Linked DNA regions of Anas platyrhynchos: region 1 is linked to region 2. Evidence: chromatin contacts called from public Hi-C data. All regions are on one chromosome and are shown on one strand. Each heading gives the region's core, a stretch centred on a gene start, on an enhancer-like site or on the middle of the called end of the contact. The rest is flanking DNA. Distances are from core to core; before and after follow the strand shown. Region 1 overlaps LOC106015875 (a long non-coding RNA gene). Region 2 has its middle 18 kb from the start of ZC2HC1A.

The links. A called contact is a pair of places that touch in the nucleus more often than the background predicts.
Region 1: a Hi-C map of skeletal muscle shows a contact between it and region 2, with 2.0 times the contacts expected there. The contact joins two enhancer-like sites. A contact is called at or near these places in 4 of 8 Hi-C or Micro-C datasets (F1 follicle, liver, skeletal muscle and 1 more).

What each region holds. Positions count from the first base shown.
Region 1 is chr2:30,742,123-30,744,822 of IASCAAS_PekinDuck_T2T, reverse strand. All of the region lies in intron 2 of LOC106015875 (a long non-coding RNA gene), which reads right to left. Among named protein-coding and RNA genes, the nearest start is that of PKIA, 21 kb to the right of the region's middle. Within about 2 kb of position 1,367, at least 1 of the 8 cell types and tissues checked has an H3K27ac peak or open chromatin away from gene starts, as enhancers often do.
Region 2 is chr2:30,666,518-30,669,217 of IASCAAS_PekinDuck_T2T, reverse strand. No RefSeq gene overlaps it. Among named protein-coding and RNA genes, the nearest start is that of ZC2HC1A, 18 kb to the right of the region's middle. Within about 2 kb of position 1,332, at least 2 of the 8 cell types and tissues checked have an H3K27ac peak or open chromatin away from gene starts, as enhancers often do.

The DNA of each region.
Region 1 (2,700 bases), core at 118-2,617, 76 kb before region 2:
GATAGCATGTATATTTTTGTGTACCTGTTCTGGAAAAATAGAGCAACTGTGTGATGTGATAGAAATATATCACTGTTTTTAGCAAAACTGATACATTAGCATTCATAGTTTTAAAGCATTCTTCCCTCTCCAGGATATTTCAAGAAATATTGTGTGAATTTTTTAGATTGTTAGCTAATGTAAGCCTACACTATCTTAAGATGGAATCCAATAATTCTGAATTGGAGGTATGCATTGTCTAACATTAAGCAAACTTGGGCAAATTATGAATTGCTTAAAGAGAAGTAGTTTACACTATCTAAAGAAGACCAAATGCTTCTTTTGGAAAGTCAATGAAAACAGAAATTTCAGAAAGAAAAATAATATTTGCATTACTAATAAGTCTAATAATTCAATAATTAAGAACTTCATACAAAATATGAACAAAAGAATAAATAAATGATTGCATTCATTATGCTGAAGTGGGAGGAAAATTATAGGCCATTATATACTGCAAGAGACATCAATTCTTAGGATTAAAATGTACTTCAGTGAAGAGCTCATGTTTTTTGGATAAAAGCAGAGCTCTGAACAAATGCAAAAATCCATTTTTCTCAAAGTTAAAAAAAAAAACACTCTCTTTTACTTTTAAATATAACAATACTCATTATATTTAAAGCTGTTTGCCCTGCACAGTGGAATTTACACTATTCAGAACACATAGCCTTGCTGTGATATGTCATCCATTTATTTAATCCAGATTAAGGGAAGCGGTGACAGAGGTGGTCGGGGGGAACCACTGTACTATGGCAAGTGTAATCAGCAGTGACAGAAAACAGAGTTTTGAAAGAGTGATCAAGAGCTGGATTTTCTATATATAAAAGTTAAACTTGCAAGTCTACCAGTATCTCAGGCTTCGTATTAGTTATTTTTATTTTACCTTAACTAACAGAAAACTTTGAACAAAATCCATATAAATTACTTTGGCTCTTGTGAACGATGAATCTGGATATAGCCAGATGTTATAGCCTTCAATTTTGCCTCCAAAGAAGGACACCTCTTGTGAACTTGCCCCAACTCTCAATACAAAAGAATGCTCTTAGTCATGAAAACTACCTTGTTCTCTCTATATACCCAAGACCTTCACTGGTGCTAAATAACAATCACCAGATATTGCTATACAATGATCACTGCAATATCTTTGAGCTCTGAGTCCTGCTGCCAACTGCTCACAAGATGAGCTCCGAGCAGGAACATTTCTTTGATACTTCACATGCACAGTGGTACAATGCTTTCCACAGAAGTTTCTTCAGTCAATCTTTGCCTGCCCTGATGATTCAGACTTGTAAAATCTCTGGGCAAGAAAGTAGCCCATTCAATAGTGAGTTGGCTATTGAACACTCATCATGACCAAGACATAGCTTTGGTGCTGTTCTGCAACCGCATACAGTGCCTAATTTGGCTGGGAAAAAAAAAAAAAAAAAAAAGAAAGCTGGTCTTTTCCCAGACAGCAGCGCCCATGCTTAGTTCAGGGACAGTACCAGTTCAACTGGCAGACTGGCTGGCACTATCCTGCTTGGGCAAGAAGTGGAGGAAGAATTCAGCCATACAGAGCAGTGTGCAGTGAACAAGCCCCAACTCGATTCTATTACTACTGCAGGTGTAACCAACCAGATTATTTCAGTGTTGCTGTATTTCTTTCTCTTACTTTTTCCAACTCGTTAGAAAAGAAAAATGATGAAAATTATAAACCAACCTGCAGCTGGTACATAACAGCTTTTATGTGTCTCAGCACAAAAGACTGTAATTGAAAATCTTATCATCTTAATTTTATTTATTCCACAAACATATATAAAGTGTTGTTCACATGCTAATGATATTTGCCTTATTTCAGTGTTATATTACTACAGAATAGATTTAGTGCAATTTTGACTTAGCCATATCTTACTTCCTAATTGATGCTTGTGCAAGGTGTTCTATTGGTATGAGAAAAATACAAATGAACTGAATTCCAAAGCTTTATTTTTTATTGATAAAAGTGAGAAGCCCATGAAGACTAACATTTGCCTAACGTATTTCTGTGCTGTTCACCCATCAGCAAACAAGCAAAGCCCACAAAACAGTTTATGCCAATTTCAAATACAAGTGTATTTAATGATGAATAATGATGACTGACTGATAAGAGGAATATGAAGCAAAAATAAATATTAAAAAATAGTTTATTAAATGGACTGCCCTCTATTGAAGCATTATTTTCTGATTCTGCTTAGATGCTCTTATTTTGCTAGATCCTTCAACGTAATTATTTATTCCCATGTTTCTACCTAATTTGTGCTGCTCTGCAGTCATTACAAGCCAGAGCCTGAGAGCTGCTTCACTTATCCACATCCTAAGTGATGAGCTTTACTTAACATAAGCTTTAGCAAAACAGAACACCTACTTTAAATTGGCTTATGACACAGATAATTAAATTATGGTTCCACCCTGTTTTCCTTACCTGCTTATTCAAATTCATGCAACTAATCAAAACAAATAATAAATGTTTACATATTTATTACTAGTTGAACTAGCAGATGCTGTATAGTGTATAGTGTACATATATATACACATAAAAACACATACACATATATATATAGTGTGTAGATACTATAATAGAGTAAATCAGCCTAAGGAAACCTAGTCCTTTAATAAAAATCAACCACACAGCTTTAAAAGATGTCC
Region 2 (2,700 bases), core at 83-2,582:
GTATAATCTATTACTTTTTTACCAATCCATTTTTTATATATGAGTAAAGTGATCTTTTTCTCTGGCTATTTACCAGATATGGACATTTCTCTCTGCTTTTTCCAAGACCTTCATATAGACACTTTCCTCTCTTCTTGGTATGGTTTACAGAACCCTGTAACAACAGGAGACATCAGAATGGTTTGTTGTGCTGTAAATTGACTTGTATTGTCAATAACTTCTTTTGTCATTACTTCTATTTTTGTCATTGTGCCACCTATATATCTGTCCACGATATGATCCCCACAAAAAATGAGTAAATATTTTTTTCCTCAATGACATTGATTTTCTGTGTTTTGTTCTGCTCTTCTTTTCTCTACCAAATCATGCATTAGCGAGTTGAACACCAGTAGCCCCACTGCAGACAGCAATTGTTTTATTTTTAACATATTATGTTCAATACCCACCATGTGAGTTTGTACTTGTCATGGTGGATAACTTGGCCACAACCATTTTTATGGGCAGAGAAAACTGAAAGAGTATTTCTAACAAGAATGATTTTACCACAAGCTAGGATTCAGTCTTTAGTTTGTTCTATTCTGCATTCTTAGTTTCAAGACTCTTTGAAACCTCTGCTTATACGGTATTCTTTGTTTGCTAGATCATGATGTTCCTGTTCCTGTTGATATTCCCAGAGCAATCTAGCACATTGTGATAAAGTATTTTCCTTTTTTTCTTTTTTCTTTTTCTTTTTTTAAACCAGTGCACCTGAAAACTTTACCTGAAAACTGCAGATCTTTTGCGAACATCTTCTTTGATGAAGAGATGAAGAATTACAAAAGAAACTGTATGATTTCTCTATAAATCCTTTAATTTTTCCTTAAATCCTAGAACTCAATGAACTATTGAAATACTTCTATTTTCTATTCTTCCATCTTCAATTACAATTCAAATTGCATTGGAATATATACTCATTCATGCATTTCATTTTACCATATACAGAAAAATACAAAAATATATTTCATTTAAAAGACTTCTGCTAGTCTCAAAGATCTACTGTACAGCTCACTTGAGACTCTAAATGAGAGGAGCACAGTTTGTAGTTTCCTTTCTTGAATACATTGTAGGGAAATTTCAGCCTCTTTACTTTATTTTCCACTTTCTGAAGACTTTGAATACATTGACTTTGAGTCTGAGGTGTCTACTTTTAATACTTCAAAGATTAGCCCACTAGGGCCTCTTTTAGTTTAAAATAAAAATAAATCCTTTTTGAACTTTATCTTCACACAAGGAACACACTCTTTCAGGGAAGTGTCTGCACTGTATCTAACAGATTCAAGGTGAAAATTCAGATTTTGTTATTCTTCTGTTTTGTCTACAGCACAGAGAACACTTAGGAAGAGTTTCAGAAATATCTCAGTGAGGTTTTTTACATTATATGGAGGCTTGCCAACTAAGAACATCAATCTATTCTACTACTCAGCCAGTAGTAACAGGTTTTGCCCACTTAAGAGCTGAATGAGTTCAGAAGAGTGAAAGGCTCCCTTTCCTATTACTTGTTTCTTGAATCTTGTGGTCCATCAACAGCCATCCATCTGTAGCTATCTATCTATATCTATCTATATCTATATCATCTATATCTATATCTATATCTAATCTATATCTATATCTATATCTATATCTATCTATATCATCTCTATCTCTATCTCTATCTCTATCTCTATCTCTATCTCTATCTCTATCTCTATCTCTATCTCTATCTATCTAATCTATTATCTATATAATTAGATATAGATATTAGATGCAAGAAAGATTATTAGATATACCTAGAGATATACTAGCTACATTTATATACATCTTTATCATATATATGTAACTTTATATATAGAGGGATTACAGATATACATTATGTATTGCATATCTTTGTCATCTTTAATGAGTTGAACAGCACAACTTCTCCAACTGGAAAAGTCACTTGACTCACCAGCTAAAATCACATTGTAATTCAGTCATTATTTTTTCAATTTCAGCAAAAAGAAAAGCAGAACACGTTTTTTCATGAGCATTACAATGTTTTACTACTCCAGGCAGGCTGAGATTTCTTTTGTCTTTGTTTAAAAAAATAAACTATTTAATTCAAAGGTGTATGTATGATCATGTGTACTATGGAGACGTAACATCATGTTACCAAGTACATTGCAGTAAAGATAGTACACCTATTTCAGATACATCACAGGAAAGTAAGCAATTTTGTCTTAAAAACTTTTATGCTGTAGTTTGACAGCTTAGGCTTTGAAATCTGTGATTTCTATGAACTAGACTGTCAGGCTGCACCATTAGGAAGTACAAATGTGCTATACATGAAGTAAAGGTGTAGTATATACCCTTGAAGCTTCACACATAAAAAATAACTAAACTAAACTAAACTAAAATAGTCAACCCTTTCTTTCAGTAGTTATCTTTTAGCCATAAGCTGACATAATCATTTTTCCTTACCAGAAAGCTGAAATAAATGTTGGGGGGTGGGAAGGGAGGGAAGAGTTCTCCGCAGAGATTGCTTTTGACTAAGCTCTAAATGCGAGTTCTGAGTATGAGCCTACTGAGATAAGAACTGCCTCCTAAAATCTTCGTTCTTCCAGAAAGTTGGGTTCTTCTCTTTTAGACAACTATTCATAATAAAATCATTCTTCCTAGCTGACCTTTTAAGGCCAAAACTCAAAA